Regions from separate parts of the Mus musculus genome. Here all the other regions are linked to region 5. The links are chromatin contacts, called in public Hi-C and promoter capture Hi-C maps. All regions are on one chromosome and are shown on one strand. Each heading gives the region's core, a stretch centred on a gene start, on an enhancer-like site or on the middle of the called end of the contact. The rest is flanking DNA. Distances are from core to core; before and after follow the strand shown.

What was found. Promoter capture Hi-C pulls out the DNA fragments that hold promoters and counts their contacts. A called contact is a pair of places that touch in the nucleus more often than the background predicts. Capture Hi-C pulls out chosen DNA fragments and counts their contacts.
Region 1: a contact with region 5 is called in a promoter capture Hi-C map of liver, with 2.7 times the contacts expected there. The contact joins the promoter of Scand1 here to the promoter of Eif2s2 in region 5. A contact is called at or near these places in 3 of 39 promoter capture datasets (liver and pre-B cells) and 1 of 9 other capture datasets (liver).
Region 2: a contact with region 5 is called in a promoter capture Hi-C map of pre-B cells, with 2.5 times the contacts expected there. The contact joins the promoter of Rab5if here to the promoter of Eif2s2 in region 5.
Region 3: a contact with region 5 is called in a promoter capture Hi-C map of pancreatic islet. The contact joins the promoter of Ergic3 here to the promoter of Eif2s2 in region 5. A contact is called at or near these places in 2 of 39 promoter capture datasets (liver and second pharyngeal arch cranial neural crest) and 1 of 9 other capture datasets (pancreatic islet).
Region 4: a contact with region 5 is called in a Hi-C map of B cells, with 5 read pairs. The contact joins the promoter of Phf20 here to the promoter of Eif2s2 in region 5. A contact is called at or near these places in 3 of 39 promoter capture datasets (cranial neural crest, pre-B cells and second pharyngeal arch cranial neural crest), 1 of 484 Hi-C or Micro-C datasets (B cells) and 1 of 115 datasets of contacts at active chromatin or transcription factors (embryonic stem cells).

What each region holds. Positions count from the first base shown.
Region 1 is chr2:156,311,423-156,314,122 of GRCm38.p6, reverse strand. It overlaps Scand1 (SCAN domain-containing 1), which reads left to right and starts at 1,419. Exons shown (of 2, transcript NM_020255.3): 1 at 1,419-1,621; 2 at 1,721-2,277. The coding sequence starts at 1,775. The coding sequence ends at 2,203. It overlaps Cnbd2 (cyclic nucleotide binding domain containing 2), which reads right to left and starts at 1,650. Exons shown (of 13, transcript NM_027585.2): 1 at 1,324-1,650. The coding sequence starts at 1,590.
Region 2 is chr2:156,861,706-156,864,405 of GRCm38.p6, reverse strand. Rab5if (RAB5 interacting factor) reads right to left here and starts at 1,284. Exons shown (of 4, transcript NM_026124.3): 1 at 989-1,284. The coding sequence starts at 1,102. It overlaps 5430405H02Rik (RIKEN cDNA 5430405H02 gene), which reads left to right and starts at 1,461. Exons shown (of 3, transcript NR_027914.1): 1 at 1,461-1,807.
Region 3 is chr2:156,006,688-156,009,387 of GRCm38.p6, reverse strand. It overlaps Ergic3 (ERGIC and golgi 3), which reads right to left and starts at 1,360. Exons shown (of 13, transcript NM_025516.5): 1 at 1,160-1,360; 2 at 953-1,023; 3 at 737-824; 4 at 409-528. The coding sequence starts at 1,247. It also overlaps a transcript of 6430550D23Rik not described here.
Region 4 is chr2:156,195,321-156,198,020 of GRCm38.p6, reverse strand. It overlaps Phf20 (PHD finger protein 20), which reads right to left and starts at 1,374. Exons shown (of 18, transcript NM_172674.2): 1 at 1,224-1,374.
Region 5 is chr2:154,891,474-154,894,173 of GRCm38.p6, reverse strand. It overlaps Eif2s2 (eukaryotic translation initiation factor 2, subunit 2 (beta)), which reads left to right and starts at 1,268. Exons shown (of 9, transcript NM_026030.2): 1 at 1,268-1,484. The coding sequence starts at 1,470.

The DNA of each region.
Region 1 (2,700 bases), core at 170-2,669, 1.4 Mb before region 5:
TAGTATGAGGCCAAGCAGAGCAATTCAGTCAGAAGCCAAGAGAAGCTGAATGAACCCGGTCATTCTGGAAGACTTAGTTGTCCGGAGGAGGATAGAAGCCTAGAACTTCGTGGGCTGCCCAGAGCTGTGGACTCACAATGCTTGGGTACCACGCTCATCTCATCCCATCATCCCAAGCATCCTTACCAACCGCTCCATCTCCCTAGCTCTGAAAGCTCTGTCTTTTCCAGAGCTTGATTTACTCCACCTGACAACTGTGAGGCAGGCACTATTTATTGCTGGGGGTGTTAAAGCAAAGAAAAGATGTTTCCTGACACCTGATTCCGACACTCTAGACAGCAGCTAGTCAACAAAGATATACTATAAACTGTATGTGTAATTTAAAAATTTCAAAGTAGTTGTATTTTAAAAGTAAAAAGACACAGGTAAAATTTAATAATATAGTTTATTTGACCCCCATATATACAAAATTACATAACATACTCAAATATGTAATAAATACAAAATATTTTTCTTTTCCTACAGACACATGCGTAATTCTACATTTTAATACATCTCAATTTCGGGGTATTTACCTTTCAAAGATTCAGTAAATACAAGAAGCTAATGGCCACCATCTGGGACATCGTTAATTACAGTTTACTTATTAAACTTTTTTCAAAGATGTATTTACTTATTTTATGTATTCACCGCTGTTCTTTTCAGACACACCAGAAGAGGGCATCAGAGCCCATTGTAGATGTAAGCCACCATGTGGTTGCTGGGAATTGAACTCAGGACCTCTGGAAGAGGAGTCAGTGCTCTTAACTACTGAGCCATCTCTCCAGCCCCCCACTTATTAATCTTAAAGTTAAAGTAGTACCCACTGAATCTCTTTCTCTTGGTTTTCGAGGACAAGCAAAAACAATGACAAAGAAGCCCTGAGCACTTGTTTGGGGGCAGGAAAGTCTGAAGACTCTTGCCCAAATACTTTGTCCTTCTCAAAATAAAGTGAAATCAATTGCACCTATGCAGGCGACAGTATATGTGTGTGTGTGTGTGTGTGTGTGTGTGTGTGTGTGTGTGTGTGTGTGTGTGTTTAATGAGATTCTCAGCTCAATTTATAGCTCAGGAGGTGTCCTTTAGCTCTAGGATTACGGGCTTGAGAGATCTTTTTAAAAGTAATTGGAGCCCCTGTCCCGCTGTCCCACCCAGGGCATCCGCCCAAGCTCCGACAATCCCCTAGCCAACCATCACCCTCCTTTACCCAGGACTGTCAGCGCTACCCCCAGATCCTGCCTGGTCAAGTAGGGACCAGCATCTACCCTAGGAGGCGCAGGTCACCTGCACGCCAGGGCGGTCCTTCGGTTGGGGTGTCTCCGCCTTTATCTCCTTAATCGAGGCCGGACTCTCCTTGTCTTCCTCTGATCTGGAATCCGATCCCGACTCAGATTTCGACTCTGTCGTGTCCGACTTGTCCGCCGGCTCCAATGGGGACCTTGCAGTGCCGCCATCCTTAGTGTCAGTAGAGCTGATGTCTACGGACTTCCCCAGATCAAACTTCACGTGACTGGTAGAGGAGGCGGCTTCCGGATTCGCGGATCGGTTCATTTCCGGCCACCGAGGAGCTTCGCGGGTCGAGGTAAGCTGGGCTTGCCCGCAGCCTGTCCTGAGTCCGCGTCCCGCTGGGGTGCCCGGGCCCTGCCCTTCAGCGGCCCTCTGTTACCTCCTTCCGGTGCAGACGCAGGCGAGGCGCCGGACTGCGAAACAAAGGGGGACGCCAACAGCCGTAGTCATGGCGGCGCCGCAGCCCAGCCAGGACCCCCAAAGCCCCGCGGCGCCTCCCGAGCAGCAGGAAGGAGCCGGCGACTGTGCGGCCCCGTCGCCCGATTCCGGGAGCTCCCCGGCCCCGGAGCTCCCCGGCGCGCCCGCAGCTTTGAACACGGCGCCCTACGCTGACGCCGCCCTGCGGCCCGGAGCCTCTCGGCCCGGCCCCGAGACCTTTCGCCAGCGCTTCCGGCAGTTTCGCTACCAGGACGCGGCCGGGCCCCGGGAAGCCTTCCGGCAGCTGCGGGAGCTGTCCCGCCAGTGGCTGCGGCCGGACATCCGCACCAAGGAGCAGATCGTGGAGATGCTGGTGCAGGAGCAGCTGCAGGCCATTCTACCGGAGGCGGCCCGGGCTCGGCGGCTGCGGCGCCGCGCGGACGTGCGCATCACCGGCTGAGCGGCGGAGCCTGGGGCTCCCTGGACTGACACCCTACCCCTGAGTTAATAAAAGTTGAATTTTGACAGCTCCCATGTCTGCTGTGTCTTGCGTTCGTTCTTTATTTATTGGGTTTATTTTACGAACTTGTTGCCCACCTTTCCAGCTGATAGCTAGAGGATTCTGGGAACCTGTAAGATTAAGGCTTTTGATTAGCTATTCCTGGACCACTGCATTTGCGCGAAGCTGTGCCCTTAGGCAGGAAATCTACCTAGATCTAGACCACATTCAGTTTTTCTAAACCTGCATGAGTTTTGTTTTGCAAAAGGCCATGTTAATGAGGTTTCAGTTTTCTAGCCTTCTATTCTCCCCTCTGCCTCACACTATCTAGTATCCGAGCTTCAGCAGATGGCAGTACACAGCGGTTTCGAAGCTGAGCAGTAAAATAACTGGCCCTATTAAATGCTTTATTTAGTTGGTTGTTGTGACTCATACTTTAAACCTCAGCACTCAGGAAG
Region 2 (2,700 bases), core at 35-2,534, 2.0 Mb before region 5:
TTACTTCTTTAAAAGAAGCTGCGTAAATAGAAGTTTGTTTTGAAGTGACAATGGGCACTGTGCTCCTGGCCACAGATAACCCTTGGCTGGCCAGCTAAGTTCTAGAGAGTCTCCAGGAAGAAAAACTATTAACTTCAGTTCCCACCCTTCCTGTACAGCGACTTTTGAGAAAGCCAGAGTTAGGAAAGTGTGGTGGTGGAGAAGTGTGTGCTTAGGCCTGTGCCAGCTCATCTAAGTTTCACCCAACAAAGAGCACTCAGGTTTGTGAACTGCCCTGGACTCCAGACACCAGTCCTTGGACCGGGGAAGATAAAAAATATGACACAGCAGTTCACAAAGACGACAGGTTTTGCAAGAGCTGGGCAGGGCTGGGGGCAGGCCAAGGGCACCTTCAGGAAGTACTCCCCCCCTCCATGGCGGAACTGAAGGGAGGGAAGCCCAATTTCAACAGTCCAAACAACGGAAGGAGTCCAAATATAGCATTCTTTTCAAACCATCTAGAATCGGGCTGAATGGTGACAGGCTTGAAGATCACAGAATGGAGCAATGATAGGAGGCGTCCAGGCTCAGATCCTCTGGAGATGACCAGCGAGTGCATCTTTAAGTCCCCAACCTCTTCTAACCCATGTCTAGCGACTTTCTTACTAACTCACACCCTCTTAAGGTGGTCTTAGAACCGGCTCTCGAATCTTAAAGCTCACAGGGCATGTCTTCTTTCTCATCTAAGCGAGCAAGGACAGAGCCACCCCTCGCAATGTGCAAAGTAAACGCACTTCAGGGATTCCGCACCCGGCACGTGCGCAGTCTTCAGAAGCGCTAACTACTCCGGATCCTGCGGAGCAAACGGCGGGGGATAGCAGGGGCTCCGCTCGCTCCACTACGCGCCGGCCCCCTTGGCACCCCGCTCCCTGCTCCCATGGCCGCGCCCGGCCGATTGGCCGGGGCGAGGGAGACCCGGGCCCGTCCTCCCTCGCCGGGCCTTCTGCACCTTGTCGTCCCAGGCCGCGTCGCTCCGCAGCACCTTGCTCCACACGGACACCTTGAGGGCCCCGTTGGCCAGCTGCGGCTGAGGCGGCTCCTCCTTCCGCCGCCCGCCGCTCATCCTCCCGTCGCGCCGCCCGAGCCGGGCGTGGGGCGCGCGGGCCAAGCCGAAGGGAGTCGGGGTCTGGGACCGCGGGACTCGGCGCGCGGGGCGGCAGCGGTAGTCCGGGCAGCGAGGGACAGTGGCCCGCCGAGGCTCTGCTCGCTCTGCCCAGCGGCCGGCTCGCTAAGCTCCACGGAGCAGGCGCCGCCGAGGGAGGGGCGGGGCCCTGATGACGTGCGCACGCAGCCAATCGGCGGCCACGCGGCGGTCGGCTCCGAAGCTCGGCGACGCCTCGACGCGAGCGTCCCCTCCGGTGGGCGGAAGTGACAGAAGCTTCCGGCGGACGCCAGGGGACGGTGAGCGAGAAGGGACAAGTGCGGCCCGGAGGCGATCTGTGCGCGAGGAGGCGCTGTGAAGACTGAGGCACAGCCCCTCCGAGGAAAGCCGAGATTGTACGTTTCCTTGCCGGCTGAGCCGCGGCTCGTCCCCCGGAGCGACACAAAGAAGAAGTGGCCTTGCATCCTGCTCCGCCTCCCGAGCCGGGTCCTTGGTCCCCGGAAGCCCTGGGCTGCCCCACTGGAGTTACCTTCTGTGCGTTCTCTCCTAAACCTACACGTTATTCACGACTTTGTTCATGACTATGGAAAACAAAACAAAAACAAAAACCAAACCAAAGTTCCCTCGCCTGGCGATGGTGCAAGCCTGTCTACCTGCTGGAGGATGGTAAGTCCCCGGTCACGACAACCTGTCTCAACGGGAAAAAAAACAATTCTGTGAACCCTAACGTCTCCTCTTGCTCAGCGTTCTCTTCTGAGATCCGAATGTGAAGCTGAGATCCCAAGAGAGAAATTCTTTCCTAAGGATGAGGCAAGTTGAAACCAGGGGAGAACCCCACTAGGGGGAATAGAAAAGTAGTAGGTGTCGGGCTAGCTACCCCGTCCTCACTGTGTGTTGTTAGCACTTCCCAGGATGTGTTTTGAAAGGACAGAAGGAGCAGCACCCCCTGCGAACTTGTACAAAGACACGTTGTGGTGTACACTGTGACTCGTCTGCAGTCCAAACCCGGGGAGGAATGTTAGGCTGGCCTGGCTACATTCCAAGATCCCGTGCCCCGTCTGACCTGGGTTACACAGCGAAGCTGGTCTAGCATACAGAGTGAGAGATGCTGCCTCAAACAGACAAATGAGCAAAATCAGTCCCATCCTCCAGATGGTGCCACACAGGATGTGCTATGCTAAGGGATATCACTAAAAAACAAAAGAAAAGAAAAACCCCCCAAGAATTGTTTATTATGTATACATCGTTCTGGCTGCATGTTTGCCTGCAGGCCAGAAGAGAGGTTACCAGATCACATTATAGATGGTTATGAGCTACCATGTGGTTGCTGGGAATTGAACTTAGAACCTCTGGAGGAGCAGCTAGTGTTCTTAATCTATGAGCCATCTCTCCAGCCCGGAACATCACTTTTATGCAGTGAGTTTATAAAGGCAAAGTAATTTGCCTGGAATCATTGAGTTAGTAGTTGGGTTTATTTTACTCTAAATCCGAGTTCTTTTCTTTTTAAAAATAATTATTTCATTCCATAGTATGGGTGTTTTGCCTGCAGTGTGTGTGTG
Region 3 (2,700 bases), core at 111-2,610, 1.1 Mb before region 5:
AACTGCAAGACAATGCTAGATCCGAACCCAGGCAACTCTACTCGAGAATTTAAGCTCTTAATCTTAGGATACTCGCACTGCAACGGGGGACAGTACTCTAGCCAATGAGGTGGACAAGCAAACTTCCTTTACCTAAGGAAGACCCATGTTCAAGCTTGAGAAACGATAACCGAGCAAAGTGTCTTGCTCTTAACCACTGGGCCCTCTCTCCAGCCCCTAAGGTATTCTACTCAATGTTCCAATACCAGAAGCATGGATTCAACTGACTCTTGATTTTTAATAGTTGTAGAACCCTAAGCAAGCCAGCTGACTTCTGTCTACGGTGTCACTGAGCCTGCAACGGCCCATGTGTGGAAGGCAGGCATGTCCAGCTGTAGGATCGGAGACCTGTCCCCCTCCCCTGGTTACCGTGCCGTTCAGCCTCTGAGCTCACGGGGACGCCATCCTTGTCTAGTCGTTTCTTGAACAGGTTGTGTTCCACATCCAGCTGCTGCTCCCCGGCCACGTCCATGGCATCGATGCTCAAGTCTGGAAACAGAGAGGCAAGCTAAGGCGCTACGACACCAGGGACCCGGAGAGCTGAGCTTTGATGGGAAAGATGTATCTTGAGGAAGAAATGGACTCGGGGAATGAGGATGGCCTGGCATTCACTCTGGGATCTAAGGCCAGAGGTGTAAATCTGGAAGCCCACCCTACGTCCAGGAGTCCAACTCCCCACTCACAATCGGGTACTCACAGGCACAAGGCATGTGCGGGAAAAGAACATCGATGTTGATCTTCAGTTTATCCCCCCGAGACTTGTCCACGTAGAGCTCAGGATGCACCTAGAGCATGTCTACCTCAGTCAGATTCGCCCCTATGCCTCTCCTCGCCTCTCCTCCCCTCTCCCACCTTTAAGGGTCCTGCCCTTAGAATGCCAGGCCCCGCCCACGCTCTAGGCCACGCCCCTCACCTCCGTAGTGAGATAATACTGCAACTCCGATAGGAAAAGCAGGAGCATGAGAAGGCCACTGACGATGGTCACTGCAGGGCGAGAGCGAGATTTGGAACGGCCTATATCCCACCCCTCAGCCCCTTAGCAGGCCACGGAGGGTCCGGGAGCCCGGGCCGAACGCGAGGACAGCTCCCTCCTTGCAACCCTGCCCGCGCCGAGACCTACCCGTGGCACCCCCGCAGGTCTTGACCCGGAAGTCCTCCAGAGTCTTAGGGTAGGCATCGAACTGCTTCAGCTTCCCCAGCGCCTCCATGGGGACCGGCCGGAAAGGGGACACCAGCCGGCCCGCCCCTCCAGCCTCCCGCTTCCGGCCTGGACCCGGGGTCACGCCCCTCGCTGTCTTGCGCAGGCGTAGCGGTGCGTAAGTGGGGCTCCACCCCCTCACCTGCCTCCTCAAAGGCAGTCTAGCTTGTGGACATTGTCACGCCTCCTCGCGCGGATTGGGCAGTGCTCCGAGAGGGGCGGGCTGGGAGCACAGAGGGCGGTGCTTGGGTGCGGAGTGACAGCACCTGTGGTAAGTGCCTCTCCTTGGACCTTTGGATCTCTTAGGACAGCGCTTCCAACTTGACCCCGCCAGAGCCACCGCAGCGTTAATTAGAATTGGTTCCAAACCGGGGTGGGCGCACTCTTTAATCCCAGCACTCAGAAGACAGAGTCAAGCGGATGTCTGTGAGTTCGAGTTCAGCCTGGGTTACAAAGAGAGTTCCAAGACAGCCAGGGATGTTACGCAAAGAAACCCTGGCTTGAAAAATTACAAAAGAAAAAAGAAAGAAAGAAATCGGTTCCAAGGAAATCATTGGTTCCCTCATTAGAAAGTCAAAAGTGGCTCCAAGGTGTTTCCAATGCGGTTAAGGCATGAGAATCTCTGCAGGGGGAAGTGGGTATTAACTGGCTTGCAAGGTGAAGGCATTTGCTGCCAATTCTGAGTTCTATACCCAGGACCCACATGGTGGAAAAAAACTGATTCTTGCAAAATGTCCTCTGACCTCCATATGAATGCCGTGGCGTGCCCTTGACTACACTCACAAAAAAGTAAATATAATCTATAAGTTATTTTTAAAAGAGAGTGGGTGTTAACTTTGCTTTTTTTTTCAAGCTTAAACTGATCAATAGTGGAACCCAGTTCTGGACTTCAGAGTACCCTGGGTTCTTAAACAGCGTCCAAGTGCTAATCCCAGTGTGGGTCAATAAATAAAATAAAGACGTTCGCTGATTCCACCCCTCCAGGACAAGGCTATGGAGTGGAGATTAAACAAACCCTTATTTGCTTTCTGTTGTAACCCATTAGCTCTAGACAGCTTAATACCGCTATAAAGACTAAAACAAAGTGCTCAATAGTTTTGTTTTAAGAAAGTGTCTTTCTGCTGCTCTGGCTGACCAGGAACACCTGGACTCCTGCCTCAGCCTCTTAGCGTCTCATGGGAGGTTTCTGTTTTGAAGATTTATTAACTATTTTTATGTGTGTCTACATGTGTTTATGTGTACCAGATGATAGTACGGGGCATTGGATCCCTGAAATCTGGACTTATGGGCAGTTCTGAGTCACCCAATGTGTGCTGGGAACTGAACCAGGGTCCCCTGAAAGAGCAGCCAGCAACCATGCTGTGCTCAGTCTCCATGCTTGAGCTTAAAGGTCTTGACGTAGAACTCTTGCTTCAGATAATAAATCCCACTTTAGGAATCTATTTTATGCTGTTGAATTCAAT
Region 4 (2,700 bases), core at 125-2,624, 1.3 Mb before region 5:
GAAGCTGTGGGAAAAATGGGTGGGTGGGGGGTGCACCACATTTAGGAATGAAAGGATTCAGGAGAAAAGTGTGCCAGAAGTACTTGCTGCGCCCCAAAGGTGGTCTGTTTCCTGCTAAAAGAGGCGCATCTCAAACCTTAAAGGGACACTGAAAGCAAAGATACTCTCAGATAGGAAAACAAATCCCCTCCCCCCCCCCCCCGGAGAAACAAGGTAGCTTGGAGAACTCATCAAAGAGTGCAGCCCCAAGACATACTTAAGGACACGTTAGTGAAGCCCCTTACAGATGAAACTGCAAACTATGTGCCAGAAGCATCAGGATTTGGAGAAGAGCCTGAAAGGGGTGCGCATTCCACACTAAAGGACTAAGAAAAAAAGAACTGACCCCCACATTCACTAACTTCTGAAAACATACCAGAGCTGAGGCCTGGACAGAGGTCGTCCTCCCTGGAGTTGTGGGATATAATAATAATAATAAAGTATTAGATAACTTTGGTTAGTGACCTGATTTCTGAGGAACCTACTAACGGACTGGACCCCAAATTGAAAAGGGAAAACTGTTAATTAGGTTTGAATATAGGAGTGTTCCCTCAGTATGGGGGAGCAAAGAAAAGAGAGTATGATTTCAATCCGTTTTCAGGGACGGTTAGAAATCGAGAGAAAAATCCCAAGATTAGAGATTTTAAGAGTGGAGGGACGCCCAGATTTTCCAAACTACAGAGAAAGGGGACACTCCCATATACAGGGTCGTGAGGAAAGGGTGTGCTTCCCAGATCAGGATAAGAAAGGCACTTCACGAAAACCCGTCCCCGCGGCAGAGGCAGCAGCTTAGGCCTCCCCCTATCTCGCGGACTAAGCAGGGGGTGCAGCCTCAGCACCCATCCCCACCCCCACTGCCCCGTTCCGCGCCCCGGGCCCGCACCTCGCGGCCCAGCCCCCTCGGGCCCCGCTGATTGGCCTGAGCGGCCGTCATTCCCGCGGGTAGCCGCAGTGATTGGGCGACGCTCGCACGCCCGCCACGCTCTCAGCAGCGGTCCCCGGGCCTCCCTCCGGGGCTGGGTGATCCGGGGGCCAGTCGGGGAACAGGAGTGAGCCAGGGTCCCGCAGTGGCCGGGGCGTCCGTCCCCGGTCCCGCCCGCACAGCGCGCGCGCGGCACGGGGCCTGCCCCCAACACGGCCCCAACCAGCTGGCTTCGCGTCGCCGCGCCTCGCCACGAGCTCACCTCACGGCCCCGCTCCTGCTGCGCCGCTCCAGACCAACCGACAGAAGGACTGTGCGCGCTGCGCACCACGTGACCCCGGGGACGCGCCCAGCGTATCCCCCGCCCCCCACACACACGCACCATCTCCACCGCCGAGTGACGCAGCCTCCCTACAGCCCCGCCCCGGGCCCCGCCCCTCCCGGTCGCCAGGACGACAGCGCGAGCAAGCCACGCCCACCTCCCTGAAGCGGGAACGCCGAGTCCGCACTCACCCGTGACGGCTGAGGTCACCAGAAGCATTGGCCTGGGTGCTGCCTATGTACCCTCTTAGTTCTCCTTCTAAATGGTGGAAAGTCGCCCACCTCCCTCTACCCCGTCTGTCACCACGCTCCACGGAGATCGTAGTCTTTACAGCTCACTACTTTCCCTCTTCCAATCCGCTCTTCACACGCAAGAGCTTATCAGAACGACTTGTTCCTTCTCCAGAAGAAGAGCTAAATCTTCAAGATCGATTGTCACCAGTCCGCCCTCTGTGCTCTGCCCCTATCAAGTCCTCATCTGAACCTTCTCACCTCTGCCTTTGCTCTCTCTCATCCTTAGAAAAGGATTCCAACGGGAACTGAAAAGAAAAAGCCGAATTTTGTCTCTAGGGAGCAAGGTCCAAGATGCCGCCACAACAAAAAAGAGGTTTCTCCAGTGGGACTTAGCAAGTGCTAACGAGAAGTGGTAAAATTGCTATTTACTGAGGCGATCATGCTTTGATTTGACACTGGGAGCAACCAAACTTGCACTTCTTAAATTATGTCTAATCGCATCATGTCCCTACACTACTTGTCAATCTAAGCCTTTGCTCATCTAACCACACTTGATGCTGTTTTTGTTTGTTTGTTTGTTTGTTTCTGAAACAGTTTCAATATGTGTAGCCTTGGCTAGACTGGAAATCAGTGTATAGACAGGTTTGTCTTGAACTCACAGTGATCCACATTTCTGCCCCTGACATACTGAGATTAAAGTCATTGTTCACTGTTTTCGTGTAGTGCCAGCCTGTTCTACAGAGTGAGTTCCACCACAGCCAGAGCTATACAGAGAAACCCTGTCTCAAAAAAAAAAAAAAGTCATTCTTCACACAAAAGCATAGCTCTCCAAGCAAAACATTTGCCCCCCCCCCCCAAAAAAAAAAGCCGGGCGGTGGTGGCAGCGTACACCTTTAATCCCAGTACTTGGGAGGCCAGCCTGGTCTACAGAGTGAGTTCCAGGACAGCCAGGAGTATACAAAGAAACCAAAAATAAAAAATAAAAATAAGATAAAATAAAAATTTTATTAGTAGAGCCCAGGTGTGGTGGCTCCTTTAATCCCATACATAGAAAATTCTAGGACAGCTAGGGTTATGAAGAGAAAGCCTCTCTCAAAGAGAACACTCTCTTACCTCTTATTCTCTTGCTCTTACTCTCAGCCTTCCCTACTCTCTTCCTCTCTCTGCCTTTCTACAATAAATGC
Region 5 (2,700 bases), core at 19-2,518:
TAAAGTATATTAATCAATTAATTGATTAATTTAAAAAGATAAAATCTTATGTAGTCCAGGCTGGTTATGAAATTCTGATATTCATGCCTCTACTTCTCAAGAGCTAGGATGGTAAGTGCTACCACACCCAGCTCAGACAGACCATTTTGTAATTCCAGTAGACCAAAACAAAGACAAACTCAGTAATCAGGTATGAATACAAAAATCAATCAAGAAGAACATTTTGCCAACTACAAAAATCACTAAGTACTTTCCCCATCTCTTCTAACGTGAGGGCTTTTTTTCACTAATCATAGATTAATCCTCACTTGATTCTTTTTATGCAAGAAGCATTAAAAACTTGATAATTACTCTCATCTCCTGATAGCATCTACTTACTTGAGCAGTCCCTTCAGTCACCTGAGTGGATCACCTGACGCCCCAGCTGAGCATTCTTTCAAACAGTGGGGCTTTGCAGTTCCCTGTGGTTACAAACACAGGTGTTTTTTTGTTGTTTTGTTTTTTAACTACAAGCGCATACTCCGAGGCCTTCCTAAATGGCAGCTGTATCTCCCCAGGGAAAATAGATGATACATCCAGAATTGTCTAGCAAAGACTCCATAAACAAGGAGTCATGTACCATATAAGGAAGCTTTAGTCAAAAAAGGACACATAATTAATAGTCCCAGATGATTATATCGCCTAGGACGTTGTAGTGTCTTTACTTATATGGTATGAAGTTCGTCAACAAGTTAATTACCTACTCTACACATTTCTCAACATAGCCCCTTTATTGAGCTAGTTAAGACTATTTCGAAGCTTCCTGACAGACTGTAGCTTGCTGGGCTGTTTCTCCTCAGAGGACGGCTTCGTTCCTCGGTCTAACTATGGAAAACCAGGGAAGAATCTTCTGAAGTAAAAAGCTAGAAGGTTAAACTTCTCACGAAGTGAAACGCTTCTACTGAGGTGCATTCCTCGAATACTAGACCGATTCTAGGGGAAAGCGTGAACTCAGCTCCACGGGTTCATATTAGGGTTTCCACTAAGTTAAACCTGAAAAATGGCCCCAAATTCACTTTACAAGCAACACAGCACTTTTCGAACCTCTTAGGTAACCAGCAGCACAAGAACCCGAACATCCTGACATGTTTAAAACAGTCGTGCACGCCCTCGAAACTCCCGAAGCGCACAAGCGCCGGTCTTTTCTAGCCAAACTACAAGTCCCAGTATGCCCGGCGCCGGGGAGTCGCCGAATAACTCGCGCCACGAGAAGCACGTAAGGTTGGCTTTACTGTACGCCTGCGCTTTGGCGAGCTCTGCGCAGGCGCACTTCCAACGTTTGAGAGGAGGGCGGGGTGTCGCTCCCTTTCGCTGATGCAAGAGCCTAGTGCGGTGCTGTGAGAAGTATCGGTGGGAGCTACGCTGACTCCGGGCCGTGAAGCCGACCGGTTTGACTTTTCATCCCTGCCGAACCCGCTCGAACTACAGCCATGTCCGGGGACGAGGTGAGAGGCTGAGCTGGAGTTAGGGCTAAGGACTGAGGCAGGAAGCCGAACCCACACCTGTGTGAGAAGCCGGGCCTGCGGCCTAGCTGTAGCCGGCCGCCATGTGGAGCAGCCCGGCCTAGGCGTCCCGGAGCTGTGGAGCCGGCGAGGACTCTGGATCCTCAGACTTGGTCTCCCTCGGCTCTCCTCAGGGCGGCGGCGAGGCCTGTCTCCCACGGTGATCGGCGTTTCGGAATGGAGAGCGTGTTGAGCCGTCCTCTCGGAAAGGGGTTGAATGCCGAGTTAGTTTGCCCGGCCGCCCCGGCATTCCTTTCCTCACACACATAGCCGCCTCGGCTCTCACGGCTGAGGGGTCAGGGTGCCCTGCGAGGCCCCTCTCGGTTCCGGTGGAGCACCGAGGTTAAAACTTTGTAGGCTGCCTTTTCCGGGCGGATATCTCGCTCCCGTTTCCCGCTCGAGGCCTTATTTCTTAAGACAGGAACCCAAAGAGCCAGAGGAGAAGATATTTTAAGTCTCAGGAAGTGACCACCTTTCGAGAAAAGTTTTCGGGCCCGAGTCCCAAAGTTTCCTTTACAGGCGAGGTGAGCAGGAAGGTCCGGCTGTGAAACTGACTGGGTTTGGATCTCAGAATTTTTCAAGCCCCGTCCCCCGTTTTATTGTGTCTTTTTTTTTTCTTTTAAATCTTTTTGGGTTTTGCCTTTTCCAGATTTATCCTAGTTCACATACCATTAAATGACTTTAAAGAAAAAAGAGTGGTCTTGGCTTAGATATTGCTTAGCATTGGGCCTAGAAGCCTAATCCTAGCCCCAAGGAAGTACTTTACGAAGAATTTGTGACTTACTTGACTTACAGGCCTAGGGGAGGGGTAAGAGGAATAGTTGAAGGTTCTGTGCAGAGTTGGCTTTTGAATGGGCTCTAGAAATGATCAGAATTTTCTCAACCAATGAGAAAACTGATCACAAGGCGTTTATGGTCAAGAAGGGAGAAAGTGCATAGAAAGTGAAGTATTCACTAGTTTGGTTGAAGTAGATGCTGGTTAGTTTATGGAGGACTTAGGTAACTACATTAAGGAATTAGAGATTTGTTTCATGGGAACTAGTTCTAGTTTAAGTTGGTTTCCAGGGTTCAGTAAAATAAATTCCTGTAAGTCCATTTTAGAGATGAGCCAATTGGAGCTTAGAGTTGTACAGTGCCTCTAATAAAATTCCAAGTGCCT